Regions from separate parts of the Anser cygnoides genome. Here region 2 is linked to region 1. The links are chromatin contacts, called in public Hi-C maps. All regions are on one chromosome and are shown on one strand. Each heading gives the region's core, a stretch centred on a gene start, on an enhancer-like site or on the middle of the called end of the contact. The rest is flanking DNA. Distances are from core to core; before and after follow the strand shown.

Region 1 (2,700 bases), core at 131-2,630:
TTAGAATTTTCCCTTCTTTTCATTCATGTTTCTGCAATATTCTGCTACAAACAGATCATTTAGAGTGTATTCTATGAGTTGGTTGACTTCTTATGTTTACTGCTAGTTTCTAGTTTTACATAACCCAGTCTTTCCCTCTACAGATTTATGTCCATAGATCTAGATCTCTCTTCCAATAAAAACTGTGAAAGTTTTGCCATTGACTTAGCTCAATTTCCAGCACTTCTTCCCTACCTCTGTTTTTATATTCAGCAGTCTTAAACCCTCAAACTTCTCTGCATACAATCAACACAAGGAAGGAATGAGGAAATTCAGTTTTCAGCTTAACTAGGACAACTGCTGAGCCATTAGAAAATCATGTGGGTTTATAAGGCCCCTGGGCACTAGAGAAAGGTTGACAAGCTATCTTATGCAGAAATGGAAAATCTGGGGAACGACCAAATTGCCAACCTTGGCAAGATACTTCAACAAAATATTAAGCTACTGCATCATAGCAAAGGGGAATAACTCTCTGATAAAAAGAACTGGTTAACTTGGATTTATGAAGAACAAAGAATGTCAAACCACAGTCTCTTCCACTGAGAGAGAAAATGTTTTACTGTCTGGGAAGAATCCATGGGTTCAATTTTGAGTTTAATAATGTGTTTTCTGACATTTCCCTTGCTATGGACATAAGTTTTAAATGAAAGTTCCCCCAAAATGGGTACCCAACTAGCTGAAAAACATGTAGTCAAGTAATAACATGCAGGGCATCAGCCTCAGACTAGGAAAATATGCCTATTAGAGCACTGCAGGTATCTCCCAGACTTCCACATACTAGATTTTTCTTCCAACCAGACCAAGTCTGCCATTCACAGCTGCACCTAAGAGCAACAGTTCAAGCAAGAAATCAACAAAGCCACATTAGACATCCCTGTTCCCTCCAGGTCTGAAGTTCAAGGTGACAAATGACACTTCTGGCTTCGAGGCACTCCTTTTCCATTGGAGGTGTGCATGTCTGTGCAGCAGCATGGAGGCACCTAACCCAGCCTTGCACGAGCAGAGCCATTAGCTCAGGTCTGGGAAGAAGTTTCGCTGTATGGACCATGGGTTACTCTGTTGAGTACCTCTGTTGTGGCTAAGGGCTGGTGCAGTGCACTTGCACTGGATTTCAGAGCAGAGCTGGCTCCTAGCTGAGTGTTTCACAAAACACAGGTAGACCTCAGGGCAGACACCCGCCAGGCTATGGGGAGCACACCTACATCTCTCCAGAGGAACTTCTCTGGGTCATAAAGAAGACTATTAGAGAGTGGGATGCAGATCTAGGTCTCCCAAATCACAGGCTATCCTCCAGACATGGGGCCTAGAGTTAAAAAATACATCATTTTAGATACCTGCGGGAAAAAAATAAATAAATAAATAAATAATTTTAAAAAAATGAGCAGAGATGTTTGTTAAGATACACTTTACTGAAGGTTCATTCTTTGGCATTGCAAGTTCTGTTTTCCAGGTGGTGAAACAGTCAGTCATGCTTTTAGCACATCTAGGATTAGCTAGCCAATAGATCCCTACAGTCAAAATCTGGATGTGAATTTTGTCTCACAATGCTCAAAATCAGACTCACCAGGAGAACTCCTAGCCTAATGGCTGATAACATATCATGTAAATCATTACTTTAAATGATAAGCCTTCTGGGATTCATTTTCAGCATACAGCTGATCATTAAACCTCTTTTAGGTCTTTTAAGGTTATTTTGAAATTAAATCAATACTTAGCTCTGCTGCTGTCCTTCACTGAACGCGTCCAAAGGACACAACCCTTTTCTCAAACACGGGGAATCCTCGTCCTGGCTTTAACTAAAAACTCTTCATTCCAATATTTGGAAAATTGGAATATTCCAGGAAAGCTCCTAAACAAGTTCAGCAAACAGTTGCTCAACTCTTCCTTCCCTCCCCTCTAATCTCAGGTGCTGACCTGGCCATTCATTCCTTGTTTGCTGCGGGGAGTTCTGCAAACCGAGTTTCCATGGCAGCCCTAATCCGTGAATGGGGCTGGCTCCAGCGGTGGTCACTTAGGACACGTTTTGTCCTCCCAGTGTCCCATCACTGGCTGGATCAGAAGACAGAAAACAAGTGCCTTCAGCAAACATGACCTAATGTGCCCCAACCTTTGCCAGGGGGCCTGGGAAAGGCTGTGTGGGACACCCGCCACTCCTGGGATTTTCCACCCAGGTCTCCCAAGAGTTTCGCACCTGTTTTTATAGCCTGTTTTATTTTAACTGCATTGCTGGTCACTTTTTCATTCTTTTCTTTTTTAGATGCAGGTATCCCCTGCTGCAAGCCCTTCTCCATCCAGCGCTGAGGATGGCTGGCAAAGGGCTTCTGAACACAAAAGACGAACAAAATTAAAGTCCACAAGTTCCCCAAACGTTACCTAACATTCATTTTATGCTGAACAATCAAAGTCAGTTCTTCTGGGCATTAAAATGATTGCTTGCAAAAAAATTGTCTAAGAGGATTACAGCCAAACATTTCCAGATCATGCTTTTCAAGCTGCTAAAACGTTAGAGAAAAAAAAAAATGGTACTATGGAAAAATGTCTGAAATACTCTGAAGCAGACAAACTGTCTATTTTGAGTGTATGTTCTATACATTCCTTAAAGTATAACTCTTCCCTGGTTCCTCCAAGTTCCTTTCCTTTGTTCTGGGGCATTAAAGTCTT
Region 2 (2,821 bases), core at 46-2,545, 660 kb after region 1:
ATCTACTGTACATCAACAATGAAAAGAGTGAGACAATGTTTTACAAAGAACACAGAAAGAACAACAAAGTTTGGATATTAGAGTTTTCCTGCAGCTGAACTTCATGTGCACTTCATGAACATATTGAGCAGTTTGTGTTCTGAATTGTTCTTTGTTCATGGCAAATGTATTTGTATCCAGAGCAGCACAATGTATAATGTATTTACCACAAAGATCAGAAGAGACACACAAAAAGAGAATATTTGGCAGACCAGGTTCACATGAAGTATTTCCTCTGGGTCTTAATGAAATAAAAAGTAGTAGTACTTTTCCAAAGCTTACTATTTCCACATTGCTTCATGAATTTTTCAAAAGTCACTTTAGGATTTGCTTTGGACTTCATATGTTGGCGGGAGAGCTAGAGATGCTTTTTATGAATACCATAAACTTACTAGAGGAGGCAAAGTAGGCACGCATCTGTGTGCAGTAAGTACCTTTCTGTAAAAATCTGTATTTCCCACAACGAAGGCAACTGGCATTCCTTTTCAGAAAATAGTTGTTCTGAAATGAATGTTCTTGTTTTTCAAGAGGATGTACTTTTTTGTGGTTTAACCTGGCCAGCAGCTAAGCACCACACGACTTTAAATGATCATTTTAAGGGAGGAAAATCGGGAATGGAGTTACTTTCCATTTAAGAAATAATGTATTCATCTAGCCTTCTCCAATTGCTTTTAGTAATGGATAACATTAAGGGGGGAAGGGAAGGGATAACCCCATCTCTGCTTTGGGATCATCTTATCGATAATCCCTTCTGAACGTTTAACATACCTCATCTAGCCTGTGGTTGCATGTGCCTGCAGGATTAGCTGTTAGAATGGCACCAGCTGGATTAAGTAACCCCACTCGTCAGTATCTCACCTTTTGCGCAACACTGCATGAAGCAATCGTGACAAACCAGAGGATCTGGTGGGCAAAGGACAGAGACACAATATCAAGGCAGTGACTGCCAAGTAAGCCAAACAGCAATCTTTATTAAATCTCTAACAATCACTAGAAGAAATGCATGCAGAAATTGGAATTCAAATCGGGTCAGACCAAGGCCTACCATGGCAAACAGTTTTGTCAGGGCCGATCAAAGTCTGTCTGTCTCCGGTGACAGGCAGTAGTGGCGTATGCAAGAGCAAGTAATGGTACTTCCCCAGGATGTTACTGCAGCCTTCAGCAGTTTGTGACCCAGGGCTTTTGGAGCCCGTGGTGATGGTGTCATCATACACAGTAGCTGCAATTCTCTTCTACAGTAGCTGCATTTTTCTTCATCAAAGATAATTTCTCCTCCAGGTATTTTGAACCCATAATAACATACACCATCTAGAGCCTCCTGCAGCAAAGAGTTGCACAGCTTAGCTACGTATACATCCTTCTTTTAGTTTTATGTGTACTACCTGCTACTTTCATTTGATTTCCCTTCTCATATTAGAAGAGACAGTGAGCAACTGTCTATTAATTTACTCTATGCCACACCTGATCCTGTAGATTGCCATCATGTCCTCTCATGGTTTTGTTTTTTTTTCAGCCAGAGGAATCCCGAACTATTTAATCATTCATTTAATCATTCATTATTTAATCATTCATTTAATCTCATTCCTCATGGATGTCATTATAATTTTAACTATCCTGTTTTCACTTGCTGTACAGTGACTGTCCTCCTGGATCCTTTTTCAGATGAGAAGACTAGAACTATGCAAAGTACACAAAATAGGAGTGTCCCCAAGGAATGGCATATTTTCTGTTTTACTCTGTGGGTATTTTCTAGTATTTTCTAGTGGTCTGTTGTTTTATTGGCCACCACTTAGGCCTGTACTGATATTTTCATAGAATTATGTATTATAATTTTTTCTACTTACTTCCATTTTCATTCTGGAGTGGTAACAACCACAGCAGAGCTCTTCACTATGGATGTACTTTTAGTATTTTAAAACAAAATCACAGAAAAAAAAAACCTCTGTTTGTTTGTTTGTTTAGTCTGAATGTAATACTACCTCTTCCCTGAGGTCCTTTTTATAACTTGACTGATCACAATTTTATTTGGTAGACTTGGTAGATTTCTTCTGACATGTTTGATAAGGAATTTATTATCAGGTTTTGTGTGTTTTGTTAGTTGTTCCTTACATTTTTTAAAGTTTTGTATGATTCTGCTTTTATATATGCTTGCTGTAGTTTGTATTCATTTGTATTTTCCTCATTTCAGTGAAGCTCCACGTTTCTGTAGTATTACAGAATTACTGAAGTTGAAGTAGACCTTTGGAGATTGACTGGTCCAACACCACATTTGAGCAGGATCAGCTACAGCAGGTTGCTCAGGACCACATCCAGTCAGGTTTAGAATATCTCCGCAGGTGGAGATTCCACAACCACTCTAGGCAACCTGTTCCAGCGTTTGACCACATTCACAGTAAAAAAAAAAAAAAAAAAAAAAAGTGTTTTCTTGTGTTCAAATTGAATTTCATGTGTTTTAATTTGTTCCTGTTTTCTCCTGTCCTGTCAATGTGCACCAATGAGAAGAATCTGATTTTATCTTCTTCATTCCCTTCCATGTGGCATTTACAGACGTTGATAAGCTCCCCCTGAGCCTCTCTTCTCCAAGCTGAACAGTCCTAGCTCTCCTGGGCTCACCTCATATGAAAGATGCTGCAGTCCCCTATCCATCTTCATGGCCCATCACCAAAGTCACTCCACTAAGTCGGTATCATTCTGGTACTGGAGAGCCCAGAACTGGTCACAGCTCTCCAGGTGTGGCCTCACCAGTGCTGAGCGGAGGGGAAGGATCACCTCCCTCCACCTG

Evidence for each region. A called contact is a pair of places that touch in the nucleus more often than the background predicts.
Region 2: a contact with region 1 is called in a Hi-C map of liver, with 2.4 times the contacts expected there. The contact joins two enhancer-like sites. A contact is called at or near these places in 2 of 7 Hi-C or Micro-C datasets (both in liver).

What each region holds. Positions count from the first base shown.
Region 1 is chr2:17,032,386-17,035,085 of Taihu_goose_T2T_genome, forward strand. No RefSeq gene overlaps it. Among named protein-coding and RNA genes, the nearest start is that of BAMBI, 110 kb to the right of the region's middle. Within about 2 kb of position 1,381, at least 2 of the 3 cell types and tissues checked have open chromatin away from gene starts, as enhancers often do. A contact at or near this core is called in liver, where this site is marked.
Region 2 is chr2:17,691,871-17,694,691 of Taihu_goose_T2T_genome, forward strand. No RefSeq gene overlaps it. Among named protein-coding and RNA genes, the nearest start is that of RAB18, 6.5 kb to the left of the region's middle. Within about 2 kb of position 1,296, at least 2 of the 3 cell types and tissues checked have open chromatin away from gene starts, as enhancers often do. A contact at or near this core is called in liver, where this site is marked.